Regions from separate parts of the Mus musculus genome. Here region 1 is linked to region 2. A link is a contact called in public Hi-C data. All regions are on one chromosome and are shown on one strand. Each heading gives the region's core, a stretch centred on a gene start, on an enhancer-like site or on the middle of the called end of the contact. The rest is flanking DNA. Distances are from core to core; before and after follow the strand shown.

Region 1 (6,243 bases), core at 1,731-4,230, 55 kb before region 2:
GACCCTGCTGACCCTGGCATCCACTTCAAAGTACCTTTCTGCATGGACTATTATTAAGTCCGTGTCCCCATCTCGTACTGTCTAATAAGAGCCCCAGCCGGCCGCACAATCTCTGGGATGCCTGAGTGTTATTCAAGTCATCTCTATGTAATGAAAGCCCAGAGACAATCACACCCCAGGACAGAGAGAACTGTCCTCAGCATAGCTCATCCACGAAACATCTCCCCTGGCATCTGAGTGTACAGGACCACTAAGAAGACCAACACCTTGTTTATCCAGAATCTTCTGCAAAGCTGATGTCATTCATATCTGATCAACCTTTCACAATGAGGCTAATTAGTTCATTATGACAGCTTTAAACACAATACTGGAGAAGGTATCGTTAGCCCCATTTTATAGATAAGGAAACCAAGGCTCAGAGAAGCTGTGATTTGTCAGTGGCCACATAGCTGTGCACAGTCAGGCAGGGAACTAACCATAGGCCTATTTGATTCTGAAGCTCACAATCTTACTTGCATCCCTGACATCTGCTAAATGGGTATACCTAAGAATGCTAAGGCTGGGACAGGGAAGTAAGCCAGTGTTAAGAGCACCTCCAGAGCACGTGTGAGTCCCTGAATTAAATCCCCAGAACTAAAACAAAATGCACAAGTAGGGATTCCATCCACAAAGAACTCTCCTGGGCCTGTGCAAGACCAGATTCAGTCATGATATGCTTACTAAACTAGACTATTCATTCACAACTTAGCCACAAGTCTCTGCTCCTTTCAGAAATACAAGGGCACTGTAGCACCCTCTCAAATACAGATGGAAAAGAAAATCAGGCTAATGTCAATTACACACACACACAAAGGAATGCTTTAAAAAACAAAATCTTAGAGAGATAGGATGCCTTAGACTCCAGCCTTACAATCTGAGTTCAAACTCTTGGATCCCACAAGGTGGCAGGAGAGAACCAATTCCCAAAAGCTGTCCTCTGACCTCCACTTGTGACCACACACACACTCATTACACTCACATACAGAACTGAATGGGTCTAGTGGCATATCCCCGTAATAGCACTCAGGAGGTAGAAGCAGGAAGCCTGGGTTCAAGGTCCAGTCTAGGCTACATAATAAGCTCGAGGTCAGCCTGGGCTATCCAAGATCCTGCCTGTCTCAAAACTTAAACAAGGGGCTGGAGAGATGGCTCAGCAGTTAAGAGCGCTGACTGATCTTCCAGAGGTCCTGAGTTCAAATCCCAGCAACCACATGGTGGCTCACAACCATCTGTCCCAAGACTGGATGCCCTCTTCTGGTGTGTCTGAAGACAACTACAGTGTACTTACACATAATAAATAAATCTTTAAAAAAAAAACTGAAACAAAACCAGTTTATAAAGCTTAAAGAACATGACCTATTGGTGGGGGCGGGGGGCATAAAGGGAACTTCCTGGGTGCCAGGTGACAATGCTGGCACAGGTGCTAAGAAGAAAAGACCCAATCACAGGTAAGCTCACTGTCGTTATCACTAACCTGTGTCCTAACACGGGTCACCTAAAAATAATTGGAAAAAGAGTCATACATTTAAAAAGATAATGGAACTGCAGAAAATAACCCGAAATTATGCCCAATTGAGTACTGATAAAAGCTAAATTAAGCCTGCACCAGCCATTTTTTTTAAATACGCAATTAATCTTCATGATGGAGAAAGTTGAAAATAGGAATGGTTAGCTCCCTGCCCCCGCCCACCCTAGGGCTCCATCTGGCATATTTATGTTCTTCCAGCAATCCTGCCTCCCCTCGTCCCTCTCCCACACAGCCAAGGTCAGGCCAGCCTCCCTACATTCCCACCGGCACACCCTTCAGAACCAGTTTTTGGTCCATCCCTGTGGGAGGTGGGGATGCTGGAAATGAATCCTGGGGCTTGACGATGCCTGGCAACCTTTTTACCACGGAGCTGTTCCTAGCTCCTAGTTAGCAGCTAAGCTAATCAGTCTCTTTCTTCCTGGCCAAATCCCACGTGCCACCCAAGGATATACACTTTATCCTTCCCTTTCTTTGGCCCACCCCCACCCCCACCCCCACCTTATACCCAGAAGACAGGTATGTAAGAGTAAGGACTTCAAATGAGTCCCAAGGGCCATCACTGGGCACATGGGGAGATAAAATCTGATCCAGGCAAACATTGGAAAATTATTCTGTAATAAAGCGAATGAAGCACTTACATATGCTACCACGTGCGTGCTTTGAATGAGGCATAAAAGACGCAGGAAACCAATAACCGGGGCTGCATATGATTGATTCCATTTCTGTGAAATGTTCAGAACTAACAAAATCTATGGAAATCAGCTAAGTGGTTGCCTAGCGCAAAGAGAAAGGACGAGACTGGAGAGGGGTTTTGCCAGCAAATGTAGATGGTTTTCTTTCAAGGTAAATGTTCTAAAATCAACAGTGGCCATAGATGCACATCTGCGCACATTCTAAATGTTATTAAACGTGTGCACTTTAGCACTGGCCGGGAATCACAGTACTACTGGGAAGTTGGGGCAGGGGGATTACGAGTTCAAGGCCAGATAGGGTTACATATTGCAAAGACCAAAATTATTCCAGATACTCCTGGTAACAGGGTGTTCCTGCAGACCGAGTGAGAGTAGCACGTCTCCTCTTTGAAAACCATAGAACGGAGGCTGCTCCAGCCGAGTGCAGATGCCAGCAGCACATGGCAGAGACCTGGCTCCCCGTGTCCTCCGACACCGCATCCCGGCCTCCCACGCTCCTCCGCGGCGCGGCAACTATGGCTGCGACAGGTGTCGCTGGCACTAGGGGAAAGCCTGGAGAGCCCGCAGATCGCCCCCAGGGCTTCCACATATCCCGGCCCTGCAGGCAGCCTCGGTAATCCCCAGCCCGCCCCTGCCGCCCCCCGAGTCCCCGCCCAAGGGCCCGCGCAGCGCGGCTCACCCGCCTTCCCGGCGGACGCCAACTGGAGACACCGCGAGCGACACGATTGCGCCTGCGCGGCAGAAGCAAGCGCAGCCCCGCCCCCGCCTGGTACCCTAGCGCCCTCTGCCGGCCATCCGCGGGACTCGGGGTCCTACTGGGTGCGGGCTTCCTGATCCGACCCCGCCCAGTTGGCTGGAACCACGGCCCGCTTTTCCTTGTCTCCCTTACAACCTTGGATACAAACTCTGATGGCAAGCTCTTCTTCATATTCCCACGAATGGAGAATATTAGGGGTGCTCAAGATCTGTGAAACGTCTTCTTGAAGGACGTGTCCTTCCTGTTGTTATGTTGATGACAGGAATTATGTTTGGAAGGGAGTCTTCATTTCGAGTCACTTGATCAAATTACAGTCCCACAACACCTGTCAGAAGAATACATATGACAGTAATAGGCACGCTTCCTTTCAACTCTGCTATAATTATAATCGAGGGAGAGAATGAAGAATCTTAACTTGCAGCTACTGCCGGGATCATTTTTTGAAAATGAAATAATGCTGTTTCATTAAACGGGTTCTCCCCACTCGCGCATGTTTAAAGTCAGAATGCTTCTCTGAATTGATTTAAACACAAGTTTTATATCCTGAAAGAAATAAAGACAGGTCTTTTTCATGAGACAAACGCCCTGTTCAATGAGGCTTCTAGCTTCTCTGGGCCGCTGTCTGAAAGGCAGCAAGGGCGCCGGTGGATAACATTGCTTCTCTTCATCTTTCCTCTTCGGGGCTTTAAAAAAAATCTACCTATAATGAAAAGCCCGATTTCCTTACACACGCTCCTCATGTAGCTGCTTTAACAAGACAATTGCTTATAATGCCTTTTTTCTTCATTTTTTAAAAGTAAACATCGCTGTTTAGCAGCACTCGGAAGTCTATTTTTCTTCCTCTTAGGAAGCAGGGGCTATTTCTTAACAGAACTACTTCCTTTCTCTGATTCATCTTCAACTCTCTAGAATGCCACCGTCTCCCTCCCGCACCCCCCCCACACACAAAGCACCCCCTTCCTCCTCTTCAGCTAACACTCTACCCCGTCTTCAAATCTGTGTGGGAGGATTCTTCCCCTGGAATACCCAGATAATTTCCTTCATTTATTTTCAAACTGTAGACTTGGACCAACTGTATCTGAAAGATCCGAATGCACCCTCATAAATCAGCCTTTTTATTTACCCATGCATAATCACGGCATGTCATTAGTGCAGATCCAATCAATAAATCATTACGCTTTTAGAGCCCTTACTAGGAGCAACCTGCTGGGACACCAATCCACTCTCTCGTACAACATTAAGATCCTTTCATATTTTTAAGAAATTTCAATCTGTTCTCTCAGTCCCCCTCTTTTGTTCCTAGATCTCCGTGTTCCTGCTTCAGAAGCCTCATTCTAATACCTAGGTCATAAAATATTCAAGAAGCAAGCTGTTAGCTCTACCTCCGAAAGGCTCCACCTTCCTGCCTCTTGTGTTACTTCTGTCTTTACAGAGACACAACATTTATCTTTCTCGAAAACTCTTTGTCGACAGCTAGGCAGCACAAAAGAGAAAGAACAGAAAAGAAATTTTTTTATTTTTTAGCTTGAGGGAGAGATGTGGATAGCAGCTCCCTTTCTTTTACCGAGTCACAGTGAGAACTTGGATTTAAGAATAATCCAAGCCAGGCAAGGAGGTGCACACCTTTAATCCAAACACTCCAGAGGCAGAGGCAGGTGGAGCTCTGTGAGTTCGAGGCCAGGCTGCTCTACAAATCGAGTTCCAGGACACCCAGGGCTGTTACACAGAGAAACAGGGCTGTTTTGTCTTGTAAAAGCAAAAAAAAAAAAAAAAAAAAAAACACAAATAAAACAAAACAAAACAAAAGAAAGAAGAAAGGAAGGAAGAAAATAAAAAACAAAAAAAGAATAAGGAAATAGTGATTCTTTTTAACTTGACAGAAACTTTAAATTTCTTTTCATTTCAGTAGTAAAACTAAAGAATTCTTACCAGTCCAAGCATTCACTGAAATAGCACCAAGTCTGTAACCTAATGGAAACCCACCCATTCTCATCTTGTCATTTTCTTCCACACTGAGATTGGCAGCTGGGCGCCCTGGTGTCAGGCTGCATGATATTTACAGGTCAGTGGAATTTCTTTTTTTTATTAAATATGGAACACTTCACGAATTTGCGTGTCATCCTTGCACAGGGGCTGTGATAATCTTAGTATATGTGCTGCTGAAGCGAGCACAGGTCAGTGGAATTTTAAAGACCTTTTGCTTAAGAAATTTATCACTCAAGGGTTGGCCGTGCAGGAGATCCCTCCTCCCTGGGGAATTTATCGGCTCCCCCTCAGAACCAAATGGCCATGTTCTGAACTCGTGTCATGAAGCCTGACCTGTAATGACGTGTAGTGGCAGCTTTGGAACTGCTCTGTAGAGAAAGAGGCAAGACATTCTGATGCTTTTCAGTTTACCTCAACCTCCAGATTTTAAAAATTACATGTATTTGCTTATTGTTATGTGTATGTGCTGTGGTGTGTGTGTGTGTGCGTGTGTGTGTGTGTAGGTCCAGGAAAATGAACTCAGGCTGGCAGGCTTGACCGGGAGTGCCTGTTCCACCCACTGAGCCAGCTCCCTAGCCCCATTTCCACATTTCAAAGAGAAACGATGCATTTGCATGCTTTGATTATTTCGGGTTATTGTCTCAAATGTTGACCATGTAAATAATTCAAATTAATTCATAAATATACAATGGCTGTAATGAGTATGATAAAATACTTTGAAGAATATACTTAGGCCCTTGGACCTGCCCTGGCTCTCAGGCCTCCCCGGCTCCCATTTCTCTGGGCATACAGGATGCGTTCTACCTTGATGTTCCCTCCTATTCAAAATATGCAAAGTTGCTATTTACCAGTTTGCAATTTGCATGACTCAAATTCTGCCAGAACACAGGGAGAGGGGCACAAAGTGACAGGTGGATGTGCCAAAAGAGATCACCAAGGCAAAAATGGGGGGAAAAAAATCCCGCATACAGATCTTTGCCACCCTGGGGTGTTGCAAAACATAGCCCTTGCTGACTACTAGAGAGGGTTGTTAGTAAGACAGTGAAAATATCGGGTGTAAAAGGTTATGTGAGATCTCAGGCATCTAGTGTCTTTTCTTCTGTAATTGCTGGGTGGGAGAAGGGGATGAACAGGGACTCGAGGTTTTTATAAAAAGGAGTATGAGGGGAAAGGCAAACCAGGAGTAGTCACAGCACGCGAGCTACAGGATCGAGTCTGGTGTTCCAGGACTTTGGTCTTGT
Region 2 (6,744 bases), core at 2,173-4,672:
TTGGAGAGCAAGAATATTCTAGATCTAAGAGTAGGCATGTGGGTGTGTATCTCCATTTAAAACAACCTTTGATTTGTCCAGATTTAAACACTTTGCTGTATGCACATTACACCCTCAACCAAACCATTTCATCTATCAATCAATCAGTTAGTTAATTTCATTTTCCTTATTCTACTTTGTATTTGGAGAGCAGTCCCATATAGTACAGGAGGACCCTGAACTCACTGTGTAGCCAAGGGTGACTTTGAACTTTTGACCCTCCTCTCTTTATCTTCCAAGTGCTGGGATAACAGGCGCATGCCGCCAAGCTTGGTTTTGTGCTGTGCAGGGGATAGTATAGTAGCCAAGACCTTGTGCATGCTAGGTGGGCACTCTACCGACTGAGCTACATCCCACTCAATCATACTGTTTTAGAAGAGTGATCTGGGGAGATTGATCAGTAGATAAAGCACTTGCCGCAGGAGCATGAAGACCAGAATCCATGTAAAGCTGTATCTGTAATCCCAGTGTCCTTACACTGAGATGGGAGGCAGAGACAGTAGAATTCCTAGATGTTCATGGGCCAGCTAGCCCAGCATATACAGTGTCTAACAAGAGACCCTGTCAAACGAAGTGGGAAGTGAGGACTAACAACCAACACGCATGCACACACACACACACACACACACCCCAGCACACCCCTCACAATTAAAAACACAAAACAACAAAGACCACAATATGTGAGCCATTCAGTTCAAGTGAGTGCAACCCTCTCCGCATGCTAGGCAGGGAAGGGTCACATCCTTCCCCCACCAGCCTTTTACAGGAACCTGAACTTGACAGTACAGTCTTGTCTATCCTGAAGTCACACCAGATCACGCACTGTTTGTGGATTCCTCTGTTAGAGTGTGTGGAGCACCGTCTATGAGCCAGGCTCTGGGAAATGCCTGGAGGACCAAGGCCTCTGACCTAGGAGCTACCTGAGTCATCCTTCTCTCCCTGGCCCATTTTGCATCCGTGGCTTCAGCCTTCAGTTGAAGCTCATCTCCTGCATCTTTCTCAGTGGAGGACATCTTAAAGATGCTCGTAGTGTGTATCGAGAGGCTCCAGCCAGACCGACAACGCTAAGGAGTAATCCTTTTTGTCAGTTTTCCGTTGAGCCTTCTGACCTGTATTGGTTAAACACTGCCTGGGTGGCCAGGCACTGCAGTTTATCTGCTGTGTTCCTCTCACTCAGAAGTTCTTGGTATATATTCATCTCTGTATCTCTAATAGTTATTGAGTGCATATATATGTACATAAATATATATATACACACACATATACATATGTGTATATATACAGCACAGTGTGTGTTGTATATGCATATGTTGTATATATATACATATGTATATATGTACACATGTGTATATATACATATGCATATATATGTATATATGTACATATGTGTGTATATATATATATATATATATATATATATATATATATACATATATATATATATACAGCACAGCATGTGTCACACAGCAAGTGTGCAGTTCACAGAATGAACAGCTAAGTTTTAAGTGGGCAGACAACTACAAGATCAGTAAGTTCAGGTTGGCTAAGGGACAGGCTGAGGGACATAAAGGACTGGCCACATTGCCAGTGACAGTTGTCCCAGACTTGTCCGCACCTGTCTCTTACCTCGGCAGGCAACAAGCCATACCATAAAACTTCTTATCTGTCTTTCAGGAGTTGATTTACAATCAGCCATTCAAAGGCAAAAATATGGGCCTTCAGACTTTTACTGCCTTTTCATTATTCCCAGTGACACACAGAAATATCATTCAAAACATTAGCAATTACTTTAGAAGGCGTGTGTCTGAAGGGCTTGGCGGCTATGCTCCAGTGAGGTAAGTCAGGGTGTTTCTGCCAGGGCCTTCAGTGGGACTTGGAGCTGGTTCAAGAGCAGAATTGATCTCTCAAGCCTCATTTTCATCTCCATCAGCACCCTATCAGACACCTCATTCCCCTAGCCAGTTCCCATCCATGTATAATTTACGCACTTGATTTCAGGGGATTAATCTCTGCCTCATTGAATGGGGGTGGAGCGGGCAGATCCTTTCCTTGTTTCTCACTGTAGTCCACTCATGTGTATTTCCATAGATTACATTCTGCTTCCTCCTGGAACTTTGCTTTTTTAAAGAATTCACTTCTAAGTCACCCCTTTTTAGTAAGTTCATAGGGGTGGGTGGGAAGGTGAGTGTGTATGGACTTCTGTTTATGCGGGAAGTACTTGTCCCCAGCCTATCTAAGAGGAGACCAGTTGATCCCTTCTTGCCACGTAGAGACAGTCATCCACTTTCAGGTTCAAACAGGGATGCTGGGAGCCTCACCTGGCACCAAAACTTGTGCCATTGACCTTCAACCCAAGAGTTAGGTCCCCAGGCCCTGAGCTCCTAGCTCAGTTCTACCCCTCAAGTGTAGCAGCCTCTTTGGTCTCTGGAAGCAGAGTAGAATGTATTCATTCATACAGACAGAGGAATACTTGAGCCTCTTCCCTAGCCTTAGGACTTTCCCATAATGCCACCCCCTCCTTGTGTTGTGTCCACTGCCCTCAGGGAATAGCTCATCTAACTCTGAAGTCTCAGAATCCCAACCCAGAAGCCCTTCGAGATGGCCCAGTGAGGGAATGGTGCTTTGCCACCAAGACTGAAGACACTACAAGGTCTCAATGTCAATAGGTTGGATACCTGTCTAAGGATTTACAGTGTTCTCCAGTAAAGTATGGATTTGAGATCTGTCACTATAGAAATAGTCTCCCTTTATTAACTTAGTGTTTTCCTGGTTTATTTAATCCCAGACTCTTTTACAAACCTGAACAAAGCAAGACGACAGGTGAGCTTGCTGGGGCTGCTCACCCTGAGACACAGGCCTTTGCAGGTCCAGTGGCAGCAATGGTTTATGGAACAGACTTTGAGAATACTCTTTGGCATCCCCATGCTCCTCAGATTACCAGCCTCCCCTTTAGCCACCCACACCATAGGTCCTATGGCATAGGTGGTCCCACGAGGGCTGCAAGCACATGTGGCCTGGGACCATGAAGAAAAGTTTCCTGGAGGCACCCTCTGGTTACCCTTCTGATCCGGAGAGCCAGCTCCTGTCCTAACTGTTGATCTTCTGCCTTCAGGCACTTCCTGTCTCCCTGACTATCAGAGAAGCCACAGCAGCCTGCCTGCCTGCTTCCGGCTAGACAAGAGACTCTGAACTGGAGAGTGAGAGCCATCTGAGACAGGCTTGGTTGGAAGGGAGGCACCCAAGGCAGTGTTTAGCAGGATCCCTGCTGGGGAATCAGCTTTGCAGGGAGAAGGCAACTGACAGCTTGCAAGGCAATGAAGCAAACACTTCGGCACGAACCGCCTTCACAAGCGCATGGCGTGTGAAAGAATCCACCTGTCTCAACACCACTGCACCCACCCAGGTGACACCTAAAGCAGCAGCAGCCACCACCGCCTCCATCCCCCAACAGCCAAAGTCATGTGAGAGGCACCAGCCTTTGCCTGTCATCGCCGAAAACAGAGCCAGCCTAACTGGTACATTTTGTCCAACACAAAGCCCCAAGTGAGAGATGAATAAAAACCAGGAAGAAATGTAAGAGGCTCAGACTGGGTCAAGTCAGGGTGGAGAGACCTGTGAAGTAAGAAAGCCTTGTAATGTCTTATGATGTATATTCACTCAGGCTGGACATCTTTCTGCTAAAGGACCTGGACTAATGTCGTCCATGATTAACAGCGTATGTGTGTGCACGCTTGTGTCTAAAATAATAGAGATGAGGACCCATCCCTGTAATCCCAGTGCTCCGGAGGCAGACCAGCCTGGGCTACATACAGAATTCCAGGCCCACCAAAGTTTTACAGCAAGGGCATCTCAAAACTAAACAGGCTTTACAGTGGATAAGGGTACTTACTACCAACCCTGGAGACCTGAGTTCTACTCCCAGTCCCACACAGAGGAAGGAAAGTAGAAGTCCCATAGCCATTCTCCGATCACAACGTGGCAGGAGCACTTATACATACAAAAGAAGTAAACATTAAAAACATGTAAAACCCCAATTGTTGCCAGGCATGGTAGTCACGCCTTTAATCCCAGCATTTCAGGAGGCAGAGGCAGGCGGGTCTATGTGAGTTCTAGGTCAGTTTGGTCTACATAGTGAGTTCCAGGTCAAGCCAGGGCTTCATAGAAAAACCCGATCTCAAAGAAATAAACAAACACAAAAGCCCAATTGTTTAATTCCTCCTCTACCACCACAAAATAAAACAAAAACCCATCAGCAGGAACAAATTCATACATAAGCTAATTAACAATGGCCGGTATTAGATGTTGCTGAGTGGCTTGCATTGTGAGTAGACTTTGCTGCTAGATACCTGGTTATATGGGAGAGGAGACAAGAACACATGAAAAAAGCCACACTGGAAGGGGGTGGAGAAACAGTCTCTAGGAATGAGCCCTGTTTTGTATGATTGAGTGGCAAACACTGGCATCGGTGACTGCCTGTCTTTCTGGTCTTCACCCATCCTGGAAGAGTTTCCCCTAGCAAACAATTTCCAGCCTTGACTGGTGATGCTATAGATACTGTACAATAAATAGCACAGGGGCACAGGGTCCTGCGCAGTAACCAGAGGGCAAAACAGCGAGTCATCTATCTCCCCAGGTCGAGGTTCCAGGCTCTGACTGCCTGGATTATTTACTCTGTCATGAAACCACAGAAAGGTCTTCAGCACCTTCTTGTCGGGTACTGAGTGCCACGCCCCACTAACACCTTTTTTGGTTTTGTTTTGTGTTTGTTTTTTGTTTTGTTTATTTTTCTCAAGACAGGGTTTCTCTGTGTAACCCTGGGCTGTCCTGGAATTCATGCTGTAGACCAGGCCGGCCTTGAACTCAGAGATCCACCTGCCTCTGCCTCCCAAATGTTGAGATTAAAGGTGTGTGTAAAACCAGGCTTCCCTCACATTTATTTAAAAGACCCTATTTACAATACAACTGATTTTTCTGCAAATCTTCCATTTGTGTGTGTGTGTGTGTGTGTGTGTGTGAGACAATCTTTGGAGCGATTAATCAAAAATGACACTGTAAGCTGTTCACTTTTCATCACGTCTTGTTTCTGCCAAGAGCTTGGAGCCTTCAGCTCCAGCTTCATGTTTCTTGGGGGAAAGTGGGGAAGCTCTAAGCTTTCAGGGGAACCCAATGCCTGGAAGTCTGACGTACCCCCTAGTGTGTGTGAGTGTGGGGAGGGGAGGCAAGAACACAAGAGAAAGCAGGAAGGAGCAGTCTTATTCCTGTTAGTCCATTTGGCTCAGGCTGGCCTCGAACTCACTAAGTAACTGGTGAGCACCTCTAGGTGATCACGAGTGTGCCCCATCATATTCCGTCCAGGCCGTGCTTTTTTTTTCTTTTTTCTTTTTTTGAGACAGGCGTTAACTATACAGCTCCGACTGGCCTGAAGCTCATAATCCTCCAGCCTCAGCCTCCAGATTCCTAGGATTACAAGCATGCATCATGCACCTAGGTAAAAAAAAAAAAAAAAAAATCGAACGCCAACAGGGACTTCATGTCAGTGCCCCAGGTCACCAACTCCCATTTCTTGTCACTCTTTCTCTCTTGACAAATATGAAACTCCTAGAACATACACACCCTGCCTGTTCCTTCAAATCTCTCGCCTTTGCAACATTCCCAGCATTCTAGAACAATTTCCCATTCTTTCTCCTGGCTAAATCCTGTTCGTTCTCTAAGATCCAATTCAGCATAATGTTCTCTGGAAATCTTTCCGGAGGATGGGCAATACGGTAAGCCGGCCAACCCAAGCTTGATCCCCAGGCCCTACGTGCTAGAAAGAGAGAAGTATTCCCATGAATTCTTCTCTAGCCCCCCCTATGAATACTATGGCATGGCCCTCACAAAAGAAATAACTAATTTGTTTATTAAGAACTTGAAGCTCATGAACTTCAGTTGTGAAAACTACTACCAACTGGGAGTGTAGTTCAGTGGTAGGTTGCCTGCCTACCATCTGCAAGTCTTGGTTTTGATACCCAGCATTGCAATAATAAAACAGACACACGTGTGTGTGTAGTCGTGAAAAATAATGGACCAACTTATCTAAGCCAATTTGACCCCGGGTTTCTCTGATTTCAGCTCATTTGCAGCAAGGGAGGAATGTTTTACTTCAGAGCAGAGTCTGGGTCACAGGACAGAATAAGTAGGGCATCTGCATTGAGCTCTGAATCTAAGCAGGAAGCCCCTCTCTGTAGACTGCCAACAATTTAAACAGCCCCTGCTGTGTTCACAGTGCAGGAGAACACAGACGCAAGCAGGAGCCCTGGGGTCAGTGAGACTGCCAGCAGCTCCCTACTCCAGCACTGTTTTTGCAAAGCCTATTGGATGGAGGTGAAGCCTTGCATGGGGACTGATTGATGGGAACTCTTTTCCTAACCACCGCTGTGTGAACAGGCCTGGAGTAGTAACAAGAGTTCTGAATATTAAAGCTGACAGTCCATCACCTACAGCAGGGGGCAAGAACAATGTACGTTCCACCAAAGAGCAGAACTATTCAAACTGCAGTCCTATGAAAGGAACATCAAACTTGAAGACTCGTCAGAAACACCTTGAACATCACCGGAAGCATCAGAGACACATGGCAGGGCCCTGTCCCCAGAGGCCCAGATTCCGTAGTCTGAAGTGGGCCAGAGTTGCATTTGTACAGAGTTTAAGGTGATCTTGAGTCTGTTG

The links. Hi-C and Micro-C count contacts between places; a contact is called where the count stands out from the background.
Region 1: a contact with region 2 is called in a Hi-C map of pre-megakaryocyte-erythroid progenitors, with 2.0 times the contacts expected there. The contact joins the promoter of Lyrm9 here to the enhancer-like site in region 2. A contact is called at or near these places in 5 of 39 promoter capture datasets (the 3T3-L1 cell line, the C10 cell line, the HPC-7 cell line and 2 more), 2 of 15 datasets of contacts at CTCF or cohesin (embryonic stem cells and pro-B cells), 41 of 484 Hi-C or Micro-C datasets (the 63-12 cell line, 8-cell embryo, the C10 cell line and 27 more), 12 of 115 datasets of contacts at active chromatin or transcription factors (the HPC-7 cell line, the SCID.adh cell line, bone marrow-derived dendritic cells and 5 more) and 2 of 9 other capture datasets (adipose tissue and pancreatic islet).

What each region holds. Positions count from the first base shown.
Region 1 is chr11:78,823,332-78,829,574 of GRCm38.p6, reverse strand. Lyrm9 (LYR motif containing 9) reads right to left here and starts at 2,980. Exons shown (of 4, transcript NM_001076681.2): 1 at 2,939-2,980. It also overlaps the pseudogene Gm23219.
Region 2 is chr11:78,768,554-78,775,297 of GRCm38.p6, reverse strand. No RefSeq gene overlaps it. Among named protein-coding and RNA genes, the nearest start is that of Ccnq, 20 kb to the right of the region's middle. Within about 2 kb of position 3,422, at least 77 of the 459 cell types and tissues checked have an H3K27ac peak or open chromatin away from gene starts, as enhancers often do. A contact at or near this core is called in 8-cell embryo, CD8 T cells, CD8 central memory T cells and 14 more, where this site is marked.